Regions from separate parts of the Sus scrofa genome. Here region 2 is linked to region 1. Evidence: chromatin contacts called from public Hi-C data. All regions are on one chromosome and are shown on one strand. Each heading gives the region's core, a stretch centred on a gene start, on an enhancer-like site or on the middle of the called end of the contact. The rest is flanking DNA. Distances are from core to core; before and after follow the strand shown.

What was found. Hi-C and Micro-C count contacts between places; a contact is called where the count stands out from the background.
Region 2: a contact with region 1 is called in a Hi-C map of embryonic fibroblasts, with 5 times the contacts expected there. The contact joins the promoter of LOC100518330 here to the promoter of RHBDF2 in region 1. A contact is called at or near these places in 2 of 5 promoter capture datasets (fetal liver and liver), 34 of 47 Hi-C or Micro-C datasets (adipose tissue, alveolar macrophages, blood and 15 more) and 2 of 2 datasets of contacts at active chromatin or transcription factors (alveolar macrophages and skeletal muscle).

What each region holds. Positions count from the first base shown.
Region 1 is chr12:5,005,266-5,011,088 of Sscrofa11.1, reverse strand. It overlaps RHBDF2 (inactive rhomboid protein 2), which reads right to left and starts at 2,555. Exons shown (of 19, transcript XM_021066584.1): 1 at 2,536-2,555.
Region 2 is chr12:5,046,315-5,052,341 of Sscrofa11.1, reverse strand. It overlaps LOC100518330 (serotonin N-acetyltransferase), which reads left to right and starts at 4,716. Exons shown (of 3, transcript XM_005656910.3): 1 at 4,716-6,027.

The sequences.
Region 1 (5,823 bases), core at 1,306-3,805:
GGGTCCCTCAACCACAGCAGGGCACTATGGACAGCTGGGGGATTCTTTGCGGTGGGGGCCGTCCCGTAGGATGATTCGCAGCCTCCCTGGCCTCTATGCACCGGCGGCCAGTAGCAACAACACTGGCCCCTTCCCCTGAGTTGTGACAACCACAAGGTCTCCAGACATTGCTGAATGTTCCCTGGCAGGAAAAAAAAATGCCCGGCTGAAGACTACTGCTCTAAAACAAGTTTCACTTTCCACTCTTCCCTCTGCCTTTCCTACAGGGAGTGAGAGACATAACACAGCCGCTGGGCTCCTTATATGACCAGCAAAAGCCACCCACACAGGGTCTTAAATCTAGCCATTTGGCAAACAGCTGCCGCATGTGGGGTCGATCCTGCAATCCCTCCGCTCCTTAGACATTCCCTCGCAGGGGCTCCAACTCTAGGCCCTCCCCCTTGGCTTTTCACCCAGTTAGGCTGATACCTAGGGTCCCCTCTGCCCTGGAGTTGGCGGGGGGTGGGGGGGTGGGGGTGGAGAGAGTCTGCGACCTAAAGACGAGTCCCTCCCTAACCTAACGCAGAGCCCCGGGGGAACCGGAGCGGGGCAGCCTTCCCAAGCCTCTCTGCCGAAAAATCAGGACTTTGGGGTCCAGTTTCTGAGCTCTGGACCAGCCTGGCAAGAAGCCTCCCCGGCCGCACCTGTTTCCACCTCGGCGGCAGGCTGAACCGAAAAACCCCGCCCCGGCCGCGACTGCTCACCCAGGAGAAAGGGGAGGGGAGCAGAAGGTATGAATTCCAGGCGCTTCTGGGACGAAGGCGGGACGGCGCGGTCCGGCCCTAGGGCTGTCCCCTCTCTTCCTCCCGGGACTTTAAACTTCGGCCCAATTGTCATGCCCCCATCTCTGGTGACCCATGGCCCACGAACCCCTTAGGCGCCTCGTCCCAGCCGAGCACAAGAAGCCAGCACACCCGGTCCAGCGGCCCCTTGAAGTCCAGCCCTGGCCTCTGGCCCCAGGCTTGGCCCACGTGGGGCCCGAGAACTCCGCAGGCCGGCCCCCTCGCCGCCGCGCACCGCCGCCCCAAGGCGTGCTCCGGCGCAATCCCGCGGCCCCTCTGGCACCGGCCGCCCGGCTGCCGCGAGCCCGGCCCCGCCCGCTGCCCCGCGCTCACCTCCCTGCGGCCCCAAGTCCCCAGGACGCAGCTCCGAGCGGCGCCGGCCAGCGGCTGGGCGGTGGCTCCTGGGGGCGGGGCCCCGGCGCTCCGCCTCTTCCCTACCTGCGCGGGGCGGCGGGGGAGGGGGCGGGGCGGGGGCGGGGCCTGGGGCGGGGCCTGGTGCCGGGGGGCGGGGCGGGGCGGGCCGGCCCGGGCCGGGTCCGCGCTGGACGCCAGTGTCCTGCTCTGCGGTTCCTGGGGCAGCGGTGCCCAGCGACGGATCCAGTGGTGTCTCAGCCCGGGCAGAGCCCTATTTTCCGCTGGAGCTCGTCTTCCGGGCGCCATCCTCTCCTCCCCCGACAAAGAGAAAAATCTAGGTCCGAAGTGCCACGATCACGTCAACCCTCTAGAAAAACCACTCCAGTAACAGCCATCTCCCATACCCTCCCTCCAGCGCCTTCATCCTTAGGTCAAACAAGCCTGTTCCCCCGGACCTTTTAGCCCTCACCCTTTCCTTGAAACACATTTGGAAGGTCTCGCCTGTGAGTCCTGTTGCAGCTTCTGCCTCCAGGAAGCCTTCTCTCATCTCTGCCCCTGCCCGCGACTCTCCGTTACCGCCAACGCGCCCTCCTCCGCATCCTCCCGAGGCGGAGGCGCCTTCCAAGGCTGAGGACGGGTCTTACTCAACTTCCCCTGCCCCCACCCTCCCTCGGCATTAAGTCCAGAGCTGGTGCCAATGACAGAAGCGTGCCTAGGGTTTGCCGCTGGGAGAAGCTCTGGCTGGGTGCCTGGGTGGACGGCGGGGTCTCTAGACGAGTCACAGGAATCTTCTTTAGGGCAGACTCAGTAAAACACCCGCGCTGCCTCTGCTCCAATGACGCAGAACCTTCCTGATGGGGCAGAATCTTGGTTCGCATGGATTCCTGCCACGGACGCAGAGGAAAGATGTCAAGATCTGGAGATTCCGGAGTTCCCCGTTGTGGCTTAGCGGGTTAAGAACCCGACTAGTATCCATGAGGATGCAGTTCTATCCCTGGCCTTGCTCAGTGGGTTAAGGATCCAGCGTTGCCCCAAGCTGCAGGAAAAGTCCCAGATGCAGCTCCCATCCAGTGTTGCTGTGGCTGTGGCGTAGGTCTGCAGCTGCAGCTCCAATTCGACGCCTAGCCTGAAAACTTCCCTAGTCTGTAAAAATAAAAACTAAAATAAAATAGAGGTAGGAGTTTCCACTGTGGGGCAGTGGGTTAAGGATCAGGTGTTGCCGCAGCTGTAGTGGGGGGTTGCAGCTGTGGCTGGTATGGGAACCCTGGCTGGGGAACTTCCATATGCCTCCAGCGTGGCTGAAAAAGGAAAAAAAAAAAAACATGGGGCTTTTGTAAGAAGCCCCTTAGAGGGTACTCACTTCTAATTGTTAGCAGCTGCCGTTGAAACTCAGACTGCTCTTACTGTTATCACAGGAGGTCCCCAATGTCTCCTCCAAGCCAGTCTCTATTTGCTCTCAGCCCAGAGAAGCTCTGCTCTGACTCTTGATCTCCCTCCTCTGCTGCAATTTCTCCCCTAGCTCTGCTGCTTCCCTGGGGTGGGGGCAGGCACAGTCCACTTGGCCCCACCCCTGCAGAGTCCCTCAAGCAGCTGCCCTGCAGCCTGAGCCAAAAATTCCTGCACCTCCCCGCTCCCAGAGGCAAGTGCAGACCCATCTACTCTGACGCACTGGGTAGCTGTGGCCCGGGCTGACCCCTGCTGGTGCCAGGATTGCTCAGGGTCTGACTACCTCCAGGGGCAGGGGGCACCCATCTCCCTCCTTGGAGGCCAAGGACCCGCCTAGCCTCCCCCTTCAGACTAGATGAACTAAACGATTGTGTGGGTGGGTGTGTTGGGGGCGGGATCCGGGCTGAGCTCCCAAGGCCAGATGTCCCTTTCTCAGCCCTGGGCCGGCTCTTATCATCTCGCCTTCCCCCTGGAGCAGGCCTCGCCAGCCTGGAGGACCAGAGGTTGATGTGATACTCAAGCCTCCGGGGAGAGGGGCAAGGTCTGGAAGCCTGGGGACAGGAATCTGGCCATGGTGTTGGTCTCAGGGTGGGTCCAGACCTTGATCCTTTGCAGAGCTCCTGAGGAACCCCCCCAGCACCCCTGTTATCACTAACCTGGACAGGGGTGGGGGGTGGGGTGAGAGGGCAGGTAGGGGTGGGGGTGGGGAGTAAAGAGAAGGAAGATCAGCCAGAGAAAGGCTTTGGGGAGTGGAGGGTGGGCCGAAGCTGGAGGATCCCTCGGCAGGAGCACAAGCGGGGACCACGTATCTGGCACCCACAGCATCCAAATCTTGGGAAGCTGCGGGGTACAGAGAAGACCAGAGCCCCACGAGGAGAGCCGGTGTTCTGCCGGGGAGATGAAGCACTCAAGGAACAATGACAGGAAGGGCAGCAAGCCGTCCCGAATCCTTCCCCTGACCCCTGTGGTCTAACACGTTATCTAGCACACGCCACCCTTGAGACAGCTCCAGAAGTGGTACCCTTTCTATCACCTCCATTGCAGGGCTGAGACAGAGGAGGCAGAGAGAGAGAGAGAGGTCGAGCAGCTGGACTTAACTCAGTCACCATCCGACGGTAGACTCTGGCGAGTGGTCCTGCAGGAGCCCCCAGGAGGAGTGGAGGGATTCCAGGTGGCGGCCGATGTCATGGATTTGTCCCATCAGAAACAGGGCACGCTGGGGAGTTCCCTTTGTGACTCAGCAGTTAACAAACCTGACTAGGATCCATAAGGATGCGGGTTCGACCCCGGCCTCGATCCCTGGATTCAGGATCCAGCGTTGCTGTGAGCTGTGGGGTAGGTGGCAGATGGGGCCCAGGTCTGGTGTGGCTGTGGCTGTGGGGTAGTCCGGCAGCTGTAGCCCTGATGCGACCCCTAGCCTGGGAACCTCCATAGGCCGCGGGTGCGGCCCTAAAAAGACAAAAAAAAAAAAAAAAAGAAAGAAACAGGGCACGCTGCCCAGCGTGCAGGTGCTGGGCTGCTTATCACAGGCTTGGCTGCAACAGCAAGCACCTGTCCAGCCGGCAGGCAGGGCATTAAACAGAGCAGGGGATAATCTGCAGTCATGTCACTCAGCTGTGAACAGTGGGGAGCTCACTCGCTCTCTGCTGATTTGGATACAGCCTAGATGCGTTAAGTGTCAAGGAGCAAGAGGCACGTTTAGTGTAACTGCATTTACCTACAGTTAAAGGGTCATTATATATATAAATGCTGGTAGAGCCACAGAAACCTCTCTGGAAGTATGTTTGTGGAGTGAGCACGAAGAGAGCACGAAGAGGGGAAAAACGGACTTGCTTTTCATTTCATGCCATGGGCCTGCATTATTTTTATAATTCACACACACACACCCAGTCTAAAGTTTATTTATTTATTTATTTTTTTTTTTTGTCTTTTGTCGTTGTTGTTGTTGCTATTTCTTGGGCCGCTCCCGCGGCATATGGAGGTTCCCAGGCTAGGGGTTGAATCGGAGCTGTAGCCACCGGCCTACGCCAGAGCCCCAGCAACTCGGGATCCGAGCCGCGTCTGCAACGTACACCACAGCTCACGGCAACGCCAGATCGTTAACCCAGTGAGCAAGGGCAGGGACCAAACCCGCAACCTCATGGTTCCTAGTCGGATTCGTTAACCACTGAGCCACGACGGGAACTCCTAAAGTTTATTTTTATTTATCTTTTGTCTTTTGTCTTTTCAGGGCCACACTGCGGTATAGGGAGGTTCCCAGGCTAGGGGTCCAATTGGAGCCATTGCTGCTGGCCTACACCACAGCCACAGCAACACCAGATCCGAGCTGCGTCTGTGACCTACACCACAGCTCAGGGCAACACTGGATCCTTAACCTGCTGAGCGAGGCCAGGGATTGAACCCGAAACCTCATGGTTCCTAGTCGGATTCGCTTCTGCGGCACCAGGACAGGAACTCCTAATGTTTATTTTTAAATGGGCCTAAAAGTGGAGTGAGGATCTTGACAGGTAGGAAGGAGGAGTTTTAGGTGGAAAGAACAAGAAGGCACAGGAGTGAGGAATTCTGGTTATGGGCAGGGAAACCTCTGGTCCCACGTTTGGCTGTATCACAGGAAGTGTTGGGAGGGTGATGGGTGGTGACAAGCCTGGGAAGGCAGGTGGGTGTGAGGCTCTGATGGATCAAGATAAGGTGTTTTTGTTTAATCTTACAAGTAATGGAGAGTTGGGGGTTTTTTGTTTCATTTTGTTTTTGTTTTTTTTGTTTTTTGTTTTTTTGCCTTTTTAGGGCTGCCTGTGTGGCATATATTAGTTCCCAGGCTAGGGGTTGAATCGGAGCTGCAGCTGTTGGCCTGCACCACAGCCACAGCAACTTGAGATCTGAGCCGTGTTTGTGACCTACACCACAGCTCACAGCAATACCAGATCCTTCACCCACTGACTGAGGCCAGGGATGGAACCCACATCCTCATGGATCCTAGTCGGGTTCATTTCCGCTGAGCCACAGCGGGAACTCCTCCCCCCCCCCTTTTTTTTAAATGAAGGAGAAAAGAATAGCTTTATTGGAGTTCCTGTGGTGGTGCAGCCGAAACCTGACTAGTATCCATGAGGATGCGGGTTCGATCCCTGACCTCGCTCAGTGGGTGAAGGATCCGGCTTTGCCATGAGCTGTGGTGTAGGGCAGCAGCTACAGCTCTGATTTGACC
Region 2 (6,027 bases), core at 3,467-5,966, 39 kb before region 1:
GCAACGCATCCTTAACCCCCTGAGCAAGGCCAGGGATCGAACCTGCTTCCTCATGGTTGCTAGTCAGATTCGTTAACTGCTGAGCCACAACAGGACCTCCAAGAGCCTTCAATTTCAAATTCTGGTCTCTCCCTGACTAAACCTGGTCTGAGCAGGTGGATCATCCTGTATTTGTGCAAGTAACCCCGGTGCCTAGTAAGTGCCTGGCACAGCACTGACATTCAGTAATGTACCATCTTGGAATTCCCGTCGTGGCGCAGCAGAAACAAATCCAACTAGGAACCATGAGGTTGAGAGTTCAATCCCTGGCCTCGCTCCGTGGGTGAAGGATCTGGCATTGCCGTGAGCTGTGGTGTAGGCTGCAGATGTGGCTTGGATCTGGTGTGGCTGGCAGCAACAGCTCTGATTCGACCCCTAGTGTGGGAACTTCCATATGCTGAGGGTGTGGCCCTGTAAAGACAAAAGACAAAAGTAAAATAAAATAAAATAATGTACCATCTTGATGGGTACATCAGAGTTCTGAGGTTCCTGCACCTCCATTTGGTCAGTTCCCCATCCTCTCCCACATACGGCCAAGGAGCTGAAGCTGGGGTCGGGGAGAGCAGCCTCTTTGGCCCTCCCCTTCCCTTGCCATCTTCAAGAGATAGATCATCTTCCTGTCTGAGCTACCTCCGAGCCCTTTTACCAAGACAGGCTCAGGACATCTCTCCCCATTTCAGTGCTCTCACTCAGACCTGAGACGCCCCAGAAAAGATAAGGCATGACCACTTCCCAAACCCCAAGCTCCCAACCACAGTCTCGGCACACCCAGGCTGGCAGGTGGAATGAGCCGGGATGGAAGCCCCTGCCTAATTTTCATGTTCCTAATTTTTCTTTCTTTCTTTTTTTTTTTTTTTTTTTTTTTTTTGGCTGCCCCACGGCATATGGAGTTTCCCTGGCCAGGGTTCAGATCTGACCTGCAGCTGTGACCTAAGCCACAGCTTCAGGGTCACTGGATCCTCAACCCCCCATGCCCAGCCAGGGATTGAACCTGCGTCCCAGGGCTCCCAAGACGCTCCCAATCCCATGGTGCCACAGTGGGAATGCCTCGATTTCCTAATTGTTGAATGAAAAAAAAGCCTTCATTCCCCAATGGAGAAACCCCCTTCTTCCATGGCCTCGCCACCTAGCCCTTCCTGGGAAACAGAGATGCTTCTGGGGAGTATTTTGCTTATTTACAAATGTGCCTGCTGGAAACTGAGCCAGCCTGGCCACTCCCCTTGCGAAGGGGCTGGCCCGGTGCTGGAAGCAGCAGAGCTGGCAGCAGAGTGAACTGATCTTGGGGAAGCAGGCCACATCTCGCCCCTATCTTAACCAGCCACTGGGCGCCTCTCACACTGCCCCCTGGGGGAGCCCCACCCTGCCTGGCCTCTGCAAACCTCCTGGAGGAGCAAATCCAGAGGGGCCTGAAGCTCCTTCTACCCTGCAGTGAGTGTTGGGGGCTCCAGGCTGCCTTCAGCGCTGGGGGCTTTGGCCAGGAAGGCGGGTGGGAGGGGAACCATCCCAGGGACTGCCAACCCTCAGCAGCTGGCCAGAGCAATGCCTTTGAGGCTCCCACTCTGGGTTGCTCTAGAATCTCGGGCTTTGGGAGTTAAAAGGGCTCCTTTTGGAGTTCCCCGATGGCCTAGCAGTTAAAGGACCTGGTGTTGTCACTGCTGTGTCTCTGGTCACTGCTGTGGCCCAGGTTCAGCCCCTGGCCTGGGAACTTCTGCGTGCCATGGGTGTGGCCAAATGAATAAATAAATAAAAGGGCTCTTCTTGTTCCTGGAGCTTTACCCCTCCTTGCACTGATGCCCTGGGAGAAGCAACTATGGACCTTGCCCAAGGTCACCCTGGAGTAGAGTCAGAATCAGGCCTCAGAGCAGCTGGCCTTTGGCCATTCTCACTCCCGACCCCAAGGATGGACGGCCCTCCACTGGGCGAAAACTTTGTGCTGGGGCGACAGTGGAGACGTTGAGCCATGAGTGAGAGCCGAAGATTGGCAGGCTCATCCTTCTTTCCTCCTTCCTGAGGATACAGGGGCGCCAAGGATAGCAAATCCGCCAGACCAGCCTGCAGCACAGTAGGGCCGCTATGACCTAACCAGGCCACACTCTTCGCCAGCCACTGCCAGCACCAGCCAGCCCCAGGTGCAAAGAGACATCTTCTCCCCCACCTGTTCCTTCTCTCCCAGAGCCTTCATCCAGCTGGTCGGCAGCATCACCCACCTGGGTACCAAATTGGCCACCTGGGAGTCAGCCCTCAACACTGAGCCCCACAAGTCATCAAAGCCCAGGTCACAGTCCATCTACCCCCTTTTCACACACTCCCAGACCTGGAACAGCCAGGAGCAGCTCCACGGGGGTGTCAGAGGGTGGAGCTGGAGCAGTGGCGAAGGGTGAGGTTCTGCAGTTAAATGAATGTGGGTTTGAAGCCTGTGCTGCCCCCGACTCACTCTGTGACCTTGGGCAAGTTATTTTACTTCTCTGAGCCTTGGTTTGCTTTCTGTAAAAAGGGACTAATAACAGCACTTACTTAGGAGTTCTGTTGTGGATCCGAAGTAATGAATCCGACTAGTAACCATGAGGACGCGGGTTCAATCCCTGGCCCCACTCAGTCGGTTAAAGGATCCGGTGTTGCTGTGGGCTGTGATGTGGATTGAAGACAAAGCTGGGATCTGGCGTTGCTGCGGCTGTGGTGTAAGTCGGCAGCTGCGGCTCGGATTCGACCCCTAGCCTGGGACCCTCCATATGCTGCAGGCGGGGCCATTAAAACACACACACACACACAAAACAAAAAACAGTGCTTACCTGAGAGGGCTGTGGCCAATTTGACTGACATGATGAATAGAAGGTGTTTTGCACCTGCCCGTGCCAGGTACAAGCCTGATCAACATTAGCTGCTGCCATTCCTTCACCTCCGTCTCTTCCCTAAACATTCCTGTCGTTTCCTCGCCACCTCGTTCCCAGGAGAGTGAAAATGTAAGCATGATCATCTGACCGCTGAGCTTTTTCCCGTGGCTTTCCACGGGACACGAGACGGAGGCAGGGAGAGGCCTTCACAAACCCATTCCTTCCACCCACCTCCAACCTACCTACCACTTCTGCACCCAGTGCCCGGAGCTGCTCACTCCAGGATCCCGACTTTTTGGTGCCTTTGTGCCTTTGCTTCCCTGTCTGCTTGGAATTTTTTTTTCCCTCTGCTTCAACCCAAGATTTTACCTAAAGAACCCCTTTTCATCTTAGAATACCCAAGGGGGCGCTTCTTATCCATGAGGAAGCCCCGTTTCTCCCACTTATTCCCCACTTCCCTGGTCAGACCCGTCTGATTAATTTATTTCCCTCTATTCCAACCATTTGTTTGCATGCCTTTCTCTCCTATGGGACCAAATCTTCTTTGCACGTTGGTACCAACGTCCAGCACAGGTCTGACCCACGGTAGGTGCACAAAAGATGTCTGTGGAATGACTGAATGAGAGCTAACCTCTCTCAAAGGTCCCAGATGTGCCAACAGTCCCTGGGACTCCTCTGTCCCTCCTCAAGTCCCAGCTCTCCATTTGTCCTAGACACACCCCACCCCCACAGGCACACTCCCAGCACACACACACCCACTCTCGCCCTGCTCCTCTGCGCTTGCACACTCACGCACATGTGCTCTCCTCCTCCCCCACTATGAGCCTTCGGTTTCTAGATCTGGGCTGCCCACTGCAGTGCCCCCCAAAAACATGTGACTTTTGAGCACTTGAAATGTGGCTTGTCTGAACTGCCATGGGCTATAAGTGTAAAAACACACTGGGAGTTCCCGTCGTGGCTCAGCAGGTTAGGAACCCAACACAGTGTCTGTGAGGTTGTGGGTTCAGTCTCCGGCCTCGCTTGGTGTATTAAGGGTCCAGCATCGCTACAACCTGTGGCATCGGTCACAGATGCAGCTCAGATCACAGTCGATGTGGCTGTGGTGTAGCCGGCAGCTGCAGCTCCGATTTGACCCCTAGCCTGGGAACTTCTGTAGGCCTCAAGTGTGGTCCTAAAAAGACAACAACAATGACAACAAAAAGGAGTTCCCATTGCGGCTCAGTGGGTTAAGAACCTGACACAGTGTCCATAGGGATTCAGATTCCATCTCTAGCCTCGATCAGTGGGTTAAGGATCCAGTGTTGCTGAAAGCAGCGACATAGGTCACAGATGTGGCTTAGATCCCATGTTGCTGTGGCTGTGATATAGGCCAGCAGCTGCAGCTCTGTTTCAACTCCTATCCTGGAACTTCCATATGCCACAGGTGCGGTCCTAAAATTAAAAAAAAAAAAAAAAAAAAAAAAGCACTGGTTTGGGAGACTCAGTGGAAGGGGAGAAAAAAACCAGAATATAAAATATCTCTTGGACTTCCCATGTGGCTCACAACATAACTACTCGGTGTTGCTTCTACAGAATATAAAATATCTCCAGGAGTTCCTGTCGTGGTTCAGCAGAAACCAATGTGACTAGGAACCATGAAGTTGCGGGTTCAATCCCTGGCCTTGCTCAGTGGGTTAAGGATCTGGCGTTGTGAGCTGTGGTGCAGGTTGCAGATGTGGCTTGGATCCTGCGAAGGCCAGCAGCTACAGCTCCGATTCGACCCCTAGCCTGGGAAGCTCCATGTGCTGCAGGTGGAGCTCTACAAAGGCAAAATAAATAAATAAATAAATACAATATCTCCAATAATTTTTATATTGATGACTTGTTGAAATGAAAATACTTTCTATATATTGGGTTAAATACAATATTATTTTAAAGTCAAGTTCACCTGTTTCCTTTGGCTTTTTTTTTTCTTGTGGCTACTAGAAAACTGAAAATCACAAATGGGGGGTGGTCCCAGGATCTTTCTGCTGGACGATGGGGCTCCAGATGCTCAGGAAGCCATAGGTGCCTTCTTTCTCCAGGAGGTGGCGGTCTCTCCCCATTTTTGACACCTCCATTCTAGAAAGGTCTGGAAAGTTCCTGGGGAAATGGCCTGTGTAACAAAGCAGGTATTGAACCCTAAACGGGACAGGGCCACAGTCAGCCCTGCAGTGATGTCAGCCTATCCACGCAAAGGAGGCGTCAAAAGAAACCCACAGGAAGTCAAGGAGCTAAGTGCCACCTTCCTCAACAGAAGAATCAACACCTAGTTGATAGATTCTTGCTCTAGGTACCGAGTGCGTTACCACGTGTTCAGTGAAATCGCTGTTTTCCAGGCATTTCTAGGCCTTTGAAGGAGATGGGCATGCAGTGGACACACTGTGGTGCCCAGGCCAAGTCCACCTTTAGGTCCAGGGAACACGTCCCACCTGCTGAGGCTCACAGCTGCAGTTCCTCCCCAGAGATGGTTCTTGGCTGAAAGAAGATGCCTCGTCCAGCCAATGACTGTCCCTACGGAGCAACAAAGTGTGGCCCTCTGGCCTCAGGCCGTGGTCCCAGGGAACAGACTATAATGGAGTCTGTCCCTGATCCTGGCCTGCTAAGGAGGACCTCCCTCGCCAGTGGTGGGTAGAATATTCTGGCCCCTGGCATGCTGCAGGGGTACAATCATTACAACGTTCACGGACAGGGAACTGGGATGGGATAGCAGCGAAAGGAAAGGCAGCAGTGTGAGAAAAATCTCAGGTGTTTCAGGAGCATGTCAGTATAAGAACTGTAGGTGCACCTGGCCACTCCTGGGGACAGGCACCCTGGGCACAGACAGCAAAAGCCTGGGCTTGGGGTAAAATCCAGAGTGTTTCCTTGGCAGCAGGTAAAGAAGCTCACATCCTGAAGTTGGGGGCGGTGAGAGAAGGAGCGGGCCAGGCTTGGGACGGAACCAAAGTAACAGAGCCCCAGGGGAGGGGAATTCGCAACCTTAGGGAGTCAGGCAAGCCGAGGGGCTTCCTGGTTGGGAAGAAGAGGGATCCGAGACAGGTGCGGGTATCTGGCTGCTGTGACTGCGCCCCTCCTGATAGGGTGGCTCCAGACAGCTTGGAGGAAGGGATCCCGATGTCCCATCCGGTGCATCTGTTGA